2 separate regions of the Mus musculus genome follow, and region 1 is linked to region 2. The links are chromatin contacts, called in public HiChIP or PLAC-seq maps. All regions are on one chromosome and are shown on one strand. Each heading gives the region's core, a stretch centred on a gene start, on an enhancer-like site or on the middle of the called end of the contact. The rest is flanking DNA. Distances are from core to core; before and after follow the strand shown. Region 1 overlaps Cdc42ep4 (CDC42 effector protein (Rho GTPase binding) 4). Region 2 holds the start of 2610035D17Rik (RIKEN cDNA 2610035D17 gene).

What was found. HiChIP or PLAC-seq counts read pairs in DNA pulled down with a chosen protein or histone mark.
Region 1: a contact with region 2 is called in a FOXA1 HiChIP or PLAC-seq map of pancreatic cancer cells. The contact joins the enhancer-like site here to the promoter of 2610035D17Rik in region 2. A contact is called at or near these places in 5 of 115 datasets of contacts at active chromatin or transcription factors (T-cell acute lymphoblastic leukemia, embryonic hindbrain, embryonic midbrain and 2 more).

What each region holds. Positions count from the first base shown.
Region 1 is chr11:113,731,798-113,738,009 of GRCm38.p6, forward strand. The region is part of intron 1 of Cdc42ep4 (CDC42 effector protein (Rho GTPase binding) 4); the gene reads right to left. Among named protein-coding and RNA genes, the nearest start is that of Cdc42ep4, 17 kb to the right of the region's middle. Within about 2 kb of position 1,959, at least 184 of the 459 cell types and tissues checked have an H3K27ac peak or open chromatin away from gene starts, as enhancers often do. A contact at or near this core is called in T-cell acute lymphoblastic leukemia and pancreatic cancer cells, where this site is marked.
Region 2 is chr11:113,199,950-113,206,477 of GRCm38.p6, forward strand. 2610035D17Rik (RIKEN cDNA 2610035D17 gene) reads right to left here and starts at 1,889. Exons shown (of 3, transcript NR_015556.2): 1 at 1,342-1,889. It overlaps 4732490B19Rik (RIKEN cDNA 4732490B19 gene), which reads right to left. Exons shown (of 4, transcript NR_040276.1): 3 at 6,441-6,528; 4 at 3,366-5,218.

The DNA of each region.
Region 1 (6,212 bases), core at 709-3,208, 530 kb after region 2:
ACTGAGTCACAGATCCTCCAAGCCACTCAAATATGAGGAGAGTCCCAGATGCTCAGAATCGGTTAGGCTAGATATACCTGCATCCCAGCAGCCCTACAGAGAGACAGGAGGCAGAGAGAGGGTCGACAGAAGTTTGCAGGCTAGCTAGGCTGTCCTACGCCATGGTTAACAGAGACCTTGTCTGGAACAAGATGGAAGGGTAGGTGGGAGGTAGTCCTTCAACCTTCATACACAGACTGCGGTGTGATGTGTTTGATTTTTTTTTTTTTAATGTGTATGGGTCTTTTGCCTGAATGTATGTCTGTGTGCCACATGCATGCAGTGGCCATGGAGGCCAGAAGAGGGTGTTGTATACCCTGCAACTGGAGTTGCAGCTGGAGCCACCATTTAAGTCCTGGAAATCAAACCTGGGTCTTCTGGAAGAAAAGCCAGTGCTCTTAACCCCTAGGCCATCCCTCTAACTCCCTGCCCCCTAGTTAGAAAGAAAAGAAAAACAAAAAAAGGGAGAGAGAAAGCAAGGGAGGCCTGGTCTCTATGATCACAAAGGTGATCCAGGAGGGTGAGACGGATGGTGAGACGCCTCCGAGTGCTGGACTGGCACACGTGCTGCTGGAGGGACACCAGGCTACTCTTCCATCTTACGGGAGAGAGAGCGAGATTACTGAAGCACTGACTCAGCCTCAGCTGGGTTGACACCCCAGTGAGCCGTGCCAGCCCAGGGTGGGCACCTCTGAGGCTTTCTTCTGATTCTGGGTCCTTTACTAGAGCGCTGCTCACTGCCTCTATGGAGTGCCCTCCCTACCCTGAGGAGGAGGGAGCCTTCCATATTCTAAAAACAGTCGTGTTATTCTAGCATGGCCTGAGGATGCTCGGGGCCAGTCAAAGCAGTTTTCAACTATGGGTCGTGTTGGCATCCCTGGCCTCTGTTGTTAGACATTAACAGCATCCATTCCCCACACCCTCCACTCACAGCATCCCAGACGGCCAGGGCACACATTCTCCATATTCTCTGGGAGGCAAATCTGAGAAATGCTTTCCTATGTAAGATCACCCGAAACAGGAAACAGGGACATGAGCACGCAGAGGCCAGAGGGGAGCCCAAGATCATACTGACTTGTGAAAAGGCTTCTCAGTAAGTCCAGGAATCCCCCTCAAGACCTCGGAAGCTCGCCCATACTGTGGTTTTCCATCTGAAGTGCTCATTATAAAGAAAAGAGGAACCACAGCAGCCCAGGATTCTCCAGAAGTGTGCCCCTGGCCACCCAGATGGACCAAGGACCCAGTCCATGACAGTTAGAAGGAATGGTGAATCCATCGTCACCCTGTTAGCAACCCCCAATCCTAGCACTACTTTGCCCGTAGAGATATTAAAAAAAAAAATAGGGATAGAAATGACACGCAGTGACAATCACTGTGGCACTCCACATAACCGAATATCATCCTAGGCTAGACCTCGTGCCCCTTCTCCTCTGCCTCCTGAAGAACGGTGACAGGTCTACACAATGCCACCCGTTTCCTGTGATCTTGCTCCTGAGGCTGGGTATGGGCTGCACGGCTTGTGATTAGCAATTTCCAATATCTAGCAAGAGAGCTTAGATAGCGTCCCCAGTTCTCCCACCACCCATAAGGCTGGGTGAGCCGAGGCCTCATCTGGGGTCTCAGAGTTTGCATGCCTGTGACACAGCACACAGTAAGCTGCAAGGTCAATGAAAACTCAGCCAGAAACTTGTTTGAGGTTGTTAGCGTCAAGGGCCCAAGCAACAGTGAGTCACCTAAGCTTCTAACGGACAAGGGTTAAAGGGACGGAGGAGATGGTCAGGGTCCTTAGGGGAAGCAGAGAGTGAGGGTCTTGTATCTAGGTGGAAGCTGAGCCTGCCAGGAGCTGGCATTGGGAGGCCTCCAGCTCACTGCTGAAAGGATCTGACCACAGGGGCTGTGGCTTTGGGAGGAGTGTTGCTAAACACTATGAGTCACCCCTGGGGGAAGTGCCTAAAACAGGCTGCCTCATGAGGCCAGGTGGATATCCCACTCCAGAGGCCACATCCCACTTTCCTGGGTCAGCAGCTTGCAAGGTGGAGGGCACCGGCACCTTCCCATAAGGCATTGTCAACAAGCCCTGCCACCAACCCCACACACAGTCAAGACTCTGGGCCTGTCACCACCCTCCCTGGCAAGATGAACAGTGAACAATACCTTCCCAGATTGGCCAGCAGACTGACAAACAGGTTAGACTACATCAATGTATCCCACTCCAAATGCCCAGTGGCCTGTCCCTGGCATCTCAGCCTTAGGTGGGAGCCAGAGGTACACTCTCCTGAGAGAGCCAGCCAGCCAGCCAGCCAGCCAGGCCTCTCGCTCTGCAGCTGACCGGAGGCTCACCCCAGTCAGTATACAGAGTTACGTATGCTTCATCGACCACTGCCAAGGGCAGCCACACCCAGCCACACTTCCCTGGTTCTTGAGATCAGCACTAGGCAATGTGGCTGGACAGAAGAAGGCATTGGATACACAGAAACTTTGGCCACTAGTTCAGACTGGTTGTAAGCGGTTTTGTTTACCCTTCACTCACTCATTCAGTTGCTGTGATATTGTAGAGCCCCACAGTATCCACATAGAGCCAGCCCACCCTCTGTGCTTGCAAGAGTTCCTTCTACCCCGGAAGATTCAGCCAGTCGTAGTTAGAAAGCCTTCTGCAGGTGGGAATTCAACAGCTCTACAAAACATGCATAGATATCTTCCTTATGATTTTTTATAAGCAAGATAGCTCAGCTCTGCCTATCAACCTTTCACACGGTGTTGTGTATACAAGGAACCCAGAGCCTACTTGAAGGACACAGGAAGACACGTTGCATATATAACCTTATATGCAAAGCATGCAATTTTAGACAAAGGACTCAGGGACGAACATCTGGGATTCGGGTATCTGAAGGGTCGCAGAGAGCAATCACCATGAATACTGAAGGATGACCGTATTCTAGGCCGTGAAAACAGAACATTACCACTCCCAAGGTACAGCTGACAGCGAGTTGGGGGTAAGGCGGGGTGGGAGTGCGGTGTAAAGAGGGAACCAGGTGATGGGAGCGAGAGTGGAAGTGGGGGTCCTGGAGGAGGGTCTTCTGAGGAAGGGGCACTGTGAACGGAGCCACGAGCAACCAGAAGGCAGCTGTGTCAAACCCTGGCTCACAGGAAACGCACAACATTTCTGGGGTGGGAACATGCTTGTAGTATTTAAGGGACAGAACCAAAAATCCACATGCTCAGAGGACAAGCCAGGTGAGTGAGTGAGTGTGTGTGTGTGTGTGTGTGTGTGTGTGTGTGTGTGTGTGTGTGTAATGTAAACCAACAACCTTGGGAAGTTCCTAGTGGCGGCTAACCTGGAAGCCATGGGGGAGGGGAGACAGAAACTCAGTAAGGTTATTATTTTCTGGAGTTTGCAGCCAGGAGGAGGCAAGACCTGAGTGTGGCTGGGGAGGACACAGGGGAAGACATCCTGGGAGTGTTTCAGAGTTGTGGCCAATAGGAGTGGAGATGTCCCCAGTGGCAGATCAAAGGGCAGCCTCCATGGGGACTCCAGGGATCCTGTCCCAGAGCTGAGTCACACACACATACCTCTCTCCACAGGGCCGGCACTGTACCTGCCCCTAGGCAGAACTTAACTTCGTCCAAGTGTCCAGTGTTAACACTTTTTACATCAGGACAGGAAAACCAGCCTGCCGCAGGCCACATCTCTCCCAGAGAAGCTAGCGCTCCGCCTTTTGACAGTAGAGAAAGATCTGGTATTTTCTGGAACAGTCACTAGCCTTTATGAAACTTTTAAAAAGTTGTGGGGTGCTAAGGGCAGCAGAGGGACAGCTGAGGGACAGCAGAGCTACAGCAGCTTTGACACTGTGTTAGGAGGAGGAGGAGTTCTAAGGGGTGTGTGCTGGGATTAGAGATGCAGGCAACTCTGGTATAGCTGAGAGTCTGCTGTTTATACAAGGAACTTGGGATGTACTGGTTTAAGATACCCTCTGGCCTGAACAGCCACAATTCCAACACATAAAAGCCAGAGACAGAACCGCACACGATCATCAAGGACCCCCCCCCCCCCCCCACACACACACACACACACACTTCTCATCCTACGACAGACAAACATCTCTAAAATACCTGGGCCGGGTAAAGAATTAGGTTCTGAGAGACAGGAATGCCCTATCAGAGGACTCAGCCCAGAGAGCACAGGTTGAAGTCATGGTCAGTTCTCTCTCCAGGTCACTGCTAAAACAGCGATGCAATATCCAAAGTGTGGGGGTGCCATGGAAAAACACCCCTCTAAGGTGTCCTTTACGTGTATGCATGTGTGCACAATTCTTGTTTTGGTTTTGTGTGTGTGTGTGTGTGTGTGTGTGTGTCAGGGTCTCACTATGTAGCCCTGGCTGTTCTAGAACTCACTCTGTAGACCAGGCTGGCTTTGAACTCACAGATCTACCTGCCTCTGCCTCCTATCTGTGATGACGAAAGGTGAGTGTTAACCATGCCGACACAGGGTTCCTTTAGGTTATGTGCAAACTGCCACCCATTCAGTCCTTAATTTTCAGTTTTTGTCTTTTAAGAAAATAAAATCAATAGATGGCCAGCCCTCTAAATCTGTGGATTCTCCATCTGTCAAAAGAAAAGATCTCAGAAATAGGCTGGGGCGAGAACTCAGTGGAGTAGGTAAAGTGTGTGCTGCCCACAAGGATCTGAGTTCGATCCCTGGGGCACGCACACAGATCATGCTGAGATGGAAAAATGGGGGGGGGGGAACCCTGGTGAGCCACCTTTAGTGAGAGATCCTATCTTCTAATGTAAGGTGGGGGCCGGAGGGGAGGTGGCTTAGCCGTTAGCGGCACTGGTTTGGTTTGATTTCTAGCACCCACATAGTGGCTCTGTAACTCTAGTCTCAGGAGATTCAATCCCATCTTCTGGCTTCTGCAGGCACTGGGCATGCGTATGGTACGTGTATAACTAACTATGCACACAAAACACTCATACACATAAAGTAAATACATCTAAAAACAAGTTTTAAAAAGTGACATGCAGGACTGGAAGGAGAGCCAGTTGGTAAAGCACCCGCGGTACAACCTGGCAACACAAGTGAAGCCCCTGTCACCCCAGGAAACATGGAAGGAGAACCTGCCTCACACAGTTGTCTTCTGACCTCTACACACGCCCTATGACAAGTGCATGGCCCCCTCCACCCAAGCAACTATCATGGACAGGCACATGGACAGACTAAGGCACTAATAATGTCAATCTCTAGTCTCCACACACATGTGCAGGCAGGCGAAACACGCCCTACCAGAACACACACAAACACTGAACGTGTACAACCCCAACCTCATCTTCACTCCCTAAACAACCTAATGCAACTGTTTTCATAGCATCCCTGTCACTCTGGAATGTGGAACTCTAGAGATGGTTTAAAGTGCCCCAGGGGATAGATACGCACACATTACATTGTGCTGTCTCACGGAAGGGTCTTGAGCCTCTGTGGATTTTGGTGTCCCAGGGGGACCTGGAACCAATCCATCGTAGACACGAATGAACAGCTGTGATGGCTCTGGTATGTCCTTCCCACACACCAGTGGATTGTCATGTAGCCCAGGGGTAGGAGTAGGTGTTGAAATAAATGTGGCGGGCTGGGGTCACAGAGATGATCCAACCCAGTGGCCTGGGCAAGGCTTTGGGGGTGGGGGTGGGGCAGTGAGGGATAAGGAGAGGTGAGTTGCCAAAGGTCATGGAGTTTGAGGGACCCAAGTGGTACCAGGGCTCAGATCTCCTCTGCCAATCTGAAAGTTTTCCCCGAGTAACACTTGCAGTGACATCGCTGCCAAGACTGAGGTCAGCCCTTCCTGTCTCTTCCATCATCTTGCCCAATGTAAGAGCCAAAAAAGGGTAGGAGGAATAAAGAGGGTGGGAAGGGGTGGGTGGGACACATTTCACAAGGCAGGGAGAGTCACAGCACCTGGATCCCAAGAACTACTTACATCCTAATGACCTCGGGACAGGGTGGCCAAGGGGCACCCACAATTGGGAGAGCTGAGGAGCTGAGGCAGAGGGATGGCAAGTTCAAGACCTGCCTGAGCCACAAGAATACTTCAGCCTCCTCCACATCTACAAACAGAGCAGGTGGAACTGTATCAATGGAGGAGAAGTCCCAAATGCGTGGATATTCTTCAGCAAAGCCTTAG
Region 2 (6,528 bases), core at 639-3,138:
TGTACACCCTCAGCCTGACCCTAGAAGAGGCCCTTTGAAACCAGTCTCACTGACCAAGGACCCACAGACGATCTCTCCAGGACCCATTCTCCCCGTCCCCATACAACAAGAAACTACAGAAACGTGCACCTGGCAGAAAGCGTCCGGTCGCCACAATGCTAGATACACAGCGCTTCTTACTGGAGAACCGTCCAGAACCAGCCTGGGCATCCACAAGCACCTGGGTGGAACCAGGGGCAGCAGGACCCCAGTTTCTGCAGGACAGTCAAGACTCATAATACTTCATTTAAAACATTTTTTTTTCTTCCTATGCTGCCTAGCCTGCCCTCCTTGCGCAGGTGCTGACTGAGACCTCAGGGCTCCTGGGCACTCACCAAAGCCAGTCCCTGGCTGAATAGCTTCCTCTGTTGGAGGGAGTTCTGGGGTGGGAAATGGACCACCACACACACACACACACACACGTTCCAAAAGAACACCTCAGGACTGCTGACAGGGATCGGTGGGGGAGGGGAGAAGAAATCCATATCTGGAAATTGTCCCCAGGAAACCAGGACCAGGGGGAAAGTTCTGGAATTAAGGGTGAGAGCCCAGGAGGGAAAAGGAAACAGAGGAACCTGGTGTAATTTAGGGTGGGGAAGCTCTATCATTCATTCAACAAACACCTACTCTCAGACAACCTCGTGACAGGTACCAACCTCCCTACTACAACGCAATCACAAAAGGACAAGGAGGAGAGAGACCTATTATTGAGTACTGACTCCTATGATTTACAGTTATGTCTCAAGACCTAAGGCAAAAGTCTTCTTCATCATAAAAGTCACACCAAGAGGAGGAGGATGGTAGGTGCAAACACTGGACCAAATTCCTGCCCTGGTAAACTGTACTCACATGGTGGCCAATACCCATCTCTCCATCAACTCCACAGCAGCCCAGTCCTGAAAATAATGCAGTATCCACCAAGCGCTCCCACGGCTACCCAGCCCCCGTGGCCTCTTGCAAACACTGTGCCTCAGCAGCCCGCTGCGTGCAATGGGCAGCTTCCTGGAGAGGCATGGCTAGCAAAGCAAAGGGTCCCAAAGGACCAACCCTGCCAAAAGGCAAGTGCCAAGAAGGCAGGCGCTCTCTGTCCTGGCGCGGGGTAACCAATGGCTTATCCATGCCGCAGGACAGGACGATGAGCCCAGAACAGCCGCTGACTACAGAGATCTGAGCTAGTAGGGTCCACCTGAGGGTTGCTAAAATGATTTCCCGGACGTCAATCCTTAAACCTTCAAAAACCAACACAAGGCTAAAGAAGGGCAAATCAAATCCACAACTGCGCACTGCGGGGGGGAAACTTACCTCCAGGTGAAAGAGCGGCTGGGAGATGGAAAGACAACCCACGGATGATGGAGACCAGGTCGAGAGTCTTCTAAATCCAGTTGATAAGCACCAAGTAATCCACGTTAGGGGAACCCCAACCCTTTACCCCACTGTCCATCCAGCGCCCAAAGCCAAAGTGCGGCCACCACGCCGCGGCCCCGCGTGGGTAGCGCGGAGATTACGCGCTTCGCCTCCCAGGCGGCTGCCGCGCTATCTCCAGGAGCGGACCGGCGCCAAGAGCAGCGGGCGGAGGCCACCGAGGGCTCTGACCCGTGCATCCCGCCTCCTCGTACAGCTCTGCGCCTTTCTTCTATGAGCATCGCCAACGCAAACACACAATCCGCGCTAGGAGAAACCCCTATGGCGAATCCAGACTATCCTAATAGAAGCCTCGGGTTTGTAGTCGGGCAAGGATCCTGTGGTACAGGGAGGACGCTCGCCAGGCAGCAAAGCCCTGGAGGCGCAGAACCACAGCGTACAGCCCGAAACAGAAGAAGTGAACACTTTCTGCGCCACCACTGAGCTCTGCGAGCCGTTGGGCCATTCCAGCCTTTTTTATAGAGACGGGTTTGCGGGTGGGCACGGCCAGAGGGCGGAGTAAAGTGGTCGATTGGCCGAATGGTATCCTGGGAGTTGTAGTTTTGTCTTCTTACTCCTTCCGCTCATGGAGAATATTGGCAAAGGGTAGACTCACCACAGCTACCTCCCTTCGCAAACTTTGTAACGAAGAGATTCCATTCTGTTCTGGAATTTATCTCTTCTTCTAGAAGTTATCTCGTTGCCTTAGTTTCTTTTCCGTTGCTGTGATAAAATACTGTCAAAAGCAACTGACACTAAACAGCCACTTAATTTTTGACAAAGGAGACAAAGTCATACATTGGATTGCATATTTTCACCTTGTAAATAAATCAACTCAAGGCTGCATGAAAACAAAAAGCTGTGGAAAGCAAAGGAACCTGTAGAGTTAAGTGACAGCCCACAGAAGGGGGAAATCTGTGCCAGCTACAAGGGGTTACTATCTAGAATTTGCAAAGAAACGCAGACATTAAATACCAAAGAGGTAAAACTGCCAATCAAGAAACGGGCAGCTGAACTGAATTGACAGAGAGAGAGAGAGAGAGAGAGAGAGAGAGAGAGAGAGAGAGAGAGGAAAGCCAAGAGGAAAGGGAACTCAGATGGATAATAAAGGAAATGCAAAATAAAACTCTGATGAGATCTGTCCCACCCCAGTGAGAATTACTGTTGTCGACAAGTCTGTCAGGACACATTGGAGAAGCTGGGCAGAGGGAGTAGCCCTTACTCACTGTTGGTGGGAGGGGGAGTTAATTCAGCCAGTGTTCAGGTAGATCAGTTGGGAGATTTCTCGAAAAGTTGAAAATAGAGCTGCCCATATGACCCAAAATTTTACTCCTGGGTATATACCCAGAGAAGTCCATATCCTACCATAGAGTTTTTTGCACACACACACACATACACATACACACACACACATACACATACACACACACACATACACACACACATACACACACACACACACACACACACACACACACATACACACACACACACACACACACACACACACACACACACACACACGGTGTTTATTGATGCTTTATTTGCTACAGCAAAAAACCCAGCCTCAATCAAGATGTCAATCAGCAGATAAATGGATAATGAGAATCTGGTATGTATACAAAATGAAATACTATTCAGCTCTTAGGGAAAACTGAAATTTCAAAATTTTTGCAGGAAAATGGATGGGCTTAGAGTGGATAATATTAAGCAAGGTCATATAATCTCAGAAAGAAAAAGCCGTGCCATCTGCTTCATATGAGGAACCTAGCCAAAGCTCTGTGTATACACGTAAACAAGTACACGTGGGCACAGAATAACGTGAAGAAAAGAGAACAAGAAAGCCCAAAATATAACGGAAAGAAGAACTAACTGCAGGTAGTGGTCACAGTTGCAAAAGACAATGCAAAACCAATCGCTTTTATGGTTCTAACACTTTATTTTTTCTATTTTTTTTTTTTGTGGCGGGTGAGCACATAAAAATAAAATGGGAAATGGCAGTGTAATATATATTATATACATATAATATATATACTATATATATATTAAAGGGGTTGGGTTTGGTTTTTTAGCATCTTAAAAAAGAATGGGTTTCTTTTAGCTCACATTTCACATTTCAAGTACAGTCCCTTGTAATGAAAAAGGAAGGCAGCAGGAACTTTAGGCAGCTGTTCCTGCCACATCCACAATCAGAGAGTAGAGGGGTAAATTCACCCTGCTGCTCCCTGTTAGACAGTCGAGGACCCCTGCCCAGGCAATGGTCCTGCCCACAACTAAGATGGATCTTCCCATACCAATTAGCATAACCAAGGAACTCTCTCACAGGATTCCTGAGAGCCCTGTCTCCTAGATGATCCTAGATTCTGAGACAGGGTATGCATATTTAATAGGACAAGAGAAAGCCAGGTGTGGGCTTGCACCTGTTACAAGACTCAAGAGGCTTAAATGAGGGAATGTCTAAAGAGTCCATAAGTAAGCCATTCTCAACCTATGGGTCATGACCCTTTGGGGAAACCAAATGTCCCTTTCACAAGGGTCACATAGCTGATATCCTGCAGATCAGATATTTACAACAGGATTCAGAACAGTAGCAAAATCACAATCATGAAGTAGCGACAAAAATAATTCTATGGTTGGGAGGAGTCACCACAACACGAGGCGCTGTATTAAAGGGTCGCATGCAGCGTTAGGAAGGCTGAGAACCCCTGCAATAAGCATATGCATGCATATATACATGCATACACACAGTGACAGGACTCATTTCTATTCACCCAGATAAGAATAATGGGGTGTATTGGTTACTATTCTGTTGCTGTGATTAAAAAGAAAAAGAAAAGAAAAGAAAAGAAAAAACAAGACCAAAAGCAACTTAAGGAAAAAAGTATTATTTTAGCTCTGCTCTGGTTCTAGAGGAATAGCTTCCTCATAATGGGGGACAAATGGCTTGGCACAGCAGATGGGGGAGCAGGGGTAGGAAACTGGCTGATACCATTTCATCCACAAACAGGAAGCAGAGAGAAAGAACAGGAAGTGGGGGTGATGCTGGGAACTGCCCCCCAATACCACCCTCAGTGATGTGCTTTCTCCGGCCAGCCTGCGCCCCTAAATTTCCATAACCTCCCTTAAACAGCACCGCCAGTGGGGACCAAGTGTTCAATGACCTGTAAAGGACATTTCTCATTCAGATCACCACATGGAGTTAGAGATGGGGCAATGGAAGCCGTGCCTAGGCCTCCCCTAAGCCCAGTCTTCACATTTCTACCCAAGGCCCTAATGCACTGTCCCCCACTGAAATCGCAAGCTCTAAGCAAGCTCTAAAGTTGGCCCTGGCTTCCTGGCTCCTTTCTGGTGCTGAATGACACCCATGGGGTTCCAGTGGCAGCATAGAAAGCTTAGCACTGATCCCATTCTACAGTACAGCTGCCCCATCCCCTGCTTTACAGGACAACATGGACAAAGGTGAAGATCAACAGCGCAGATGACTGGCCTCCTCAGGTCTGCAGCGCAGAGTCCCAGAGAGAGGACCTCTGCCCAGTTTCTCCAGGAGATCTCTCTTAAAGTAGAGAGCCATGTAGCCATGGCAGGGAAGGACCGCTGTCTTCTCATGATGGTACCCGAGCCTGGGGTGGGTTTCCATAGCTGCTGGATCTTCTGCTCTCACTTTTCCTTCCACTCCTCGGTATTTACAATTTTATTTTTAACAGCGTTAGCCAGTATTCTGTACGAGGAATGTGGAGGAGCAGAGTGAAGTCCATGTTCAGTAGGAACTCCTGATTAGCTAAGGAAACAGATAGATATGGATATAAAGACACACACACACACAATCACATGGGTTACTGCACACACATATCTCTGCTCACTATACTATGAAGGATAAAATGCAAAGACACCCCAGGACCAAGAAATACCAGGCCCAGGAGTAGCTTCTAATACTATTGTCCTATATAATCAGCCAGGGAGACTCGGGGAACTGGATGAATCTGGGGTCAAGGGCCAGAAAAAAATGTAGGAAGAGTCTTGGCCATCTTAGAGTGCTAGTAAGTAAGAAAGTGTTAAAATGTACAGAAATACCACATAGTAATATGATTATGGCAAAGGGATATAGAAACCAATTCAAGCCAGGTCTGGTGGTTAGGCCTATGGCCCTAGCTACTTAGGAGGCTGAGGACATAAAGATCACAGGTTCAAGGCCAATATGGACAAAAGAGTGAGTTCAAGACCAGCCTGGGCAACGGTAAAATGCCATATTAGAAATGAAAAACCAAGAGAGCTGGGCGTATCACTCAGTGATGGGGTGTGTGCCTGGCTCTGGGTTCAATCACTAATACTATGTAGAGAAAGAGGGAGGGGCATGGAGGAAGAGGAGGAGGACAAAGAGGAGGAGGGAAGAGGGAGAGAATGTGAGCAAGCTAGCATGCAGGAAGGGGAAGGTGGGAAGGGGTGAGGAGAGATGGGAAAGGAGAGGGAAGAGAATGGAAGGAAAAGGGATAGAGGAATGAGGAGGAGTAAGGAAAGAGAGTGGGGGAGGGCACAGAGAGGAGGGGAGGGGAGCTGAGAGAAGGAAGATATCAATTCACTGAACCCTGGGTATCAGAATCTGCATCTACTGATGCGAATGGGGTTTTATTTATTTTAACTTTGCAAGTAGGCATAAATACATATATAGTTCTAATCAAAACCTTTTGCAAGTCAAAACTCCTTGACAGAGTATTTGCCTTAACCAAGTGGAGCCCCCCATCTCTCCCTGCAGCGTTCTTTCTGCATGTCCCAGAGAACCTTCCTGCCCTGCCCGGCAAATGAGGCAGAGCATTCAAAAATGTGTTGTCACGGAGGGAAAGCAACAGCATCTGCGGCTGGCCTGATGCCACACGTACGAATCTCTCAGATCTCTCAGGATATGAATATTGGCTGGTTAGAATATGCAGATGAATTTGGCACTGGTGTCTGAAAAATGAAAGGGAAAAAAAAAGAAGAAAGAGAGAGATCAAAGGGAGGCTTACACAAGGAGAAAGGCGCATGCTAAGCTTCCTGGCAGGTGAGCAGGGCGAGAGGGCGGGGTCTTCGGAAGTCAATTGCTGGGTTTTGCTT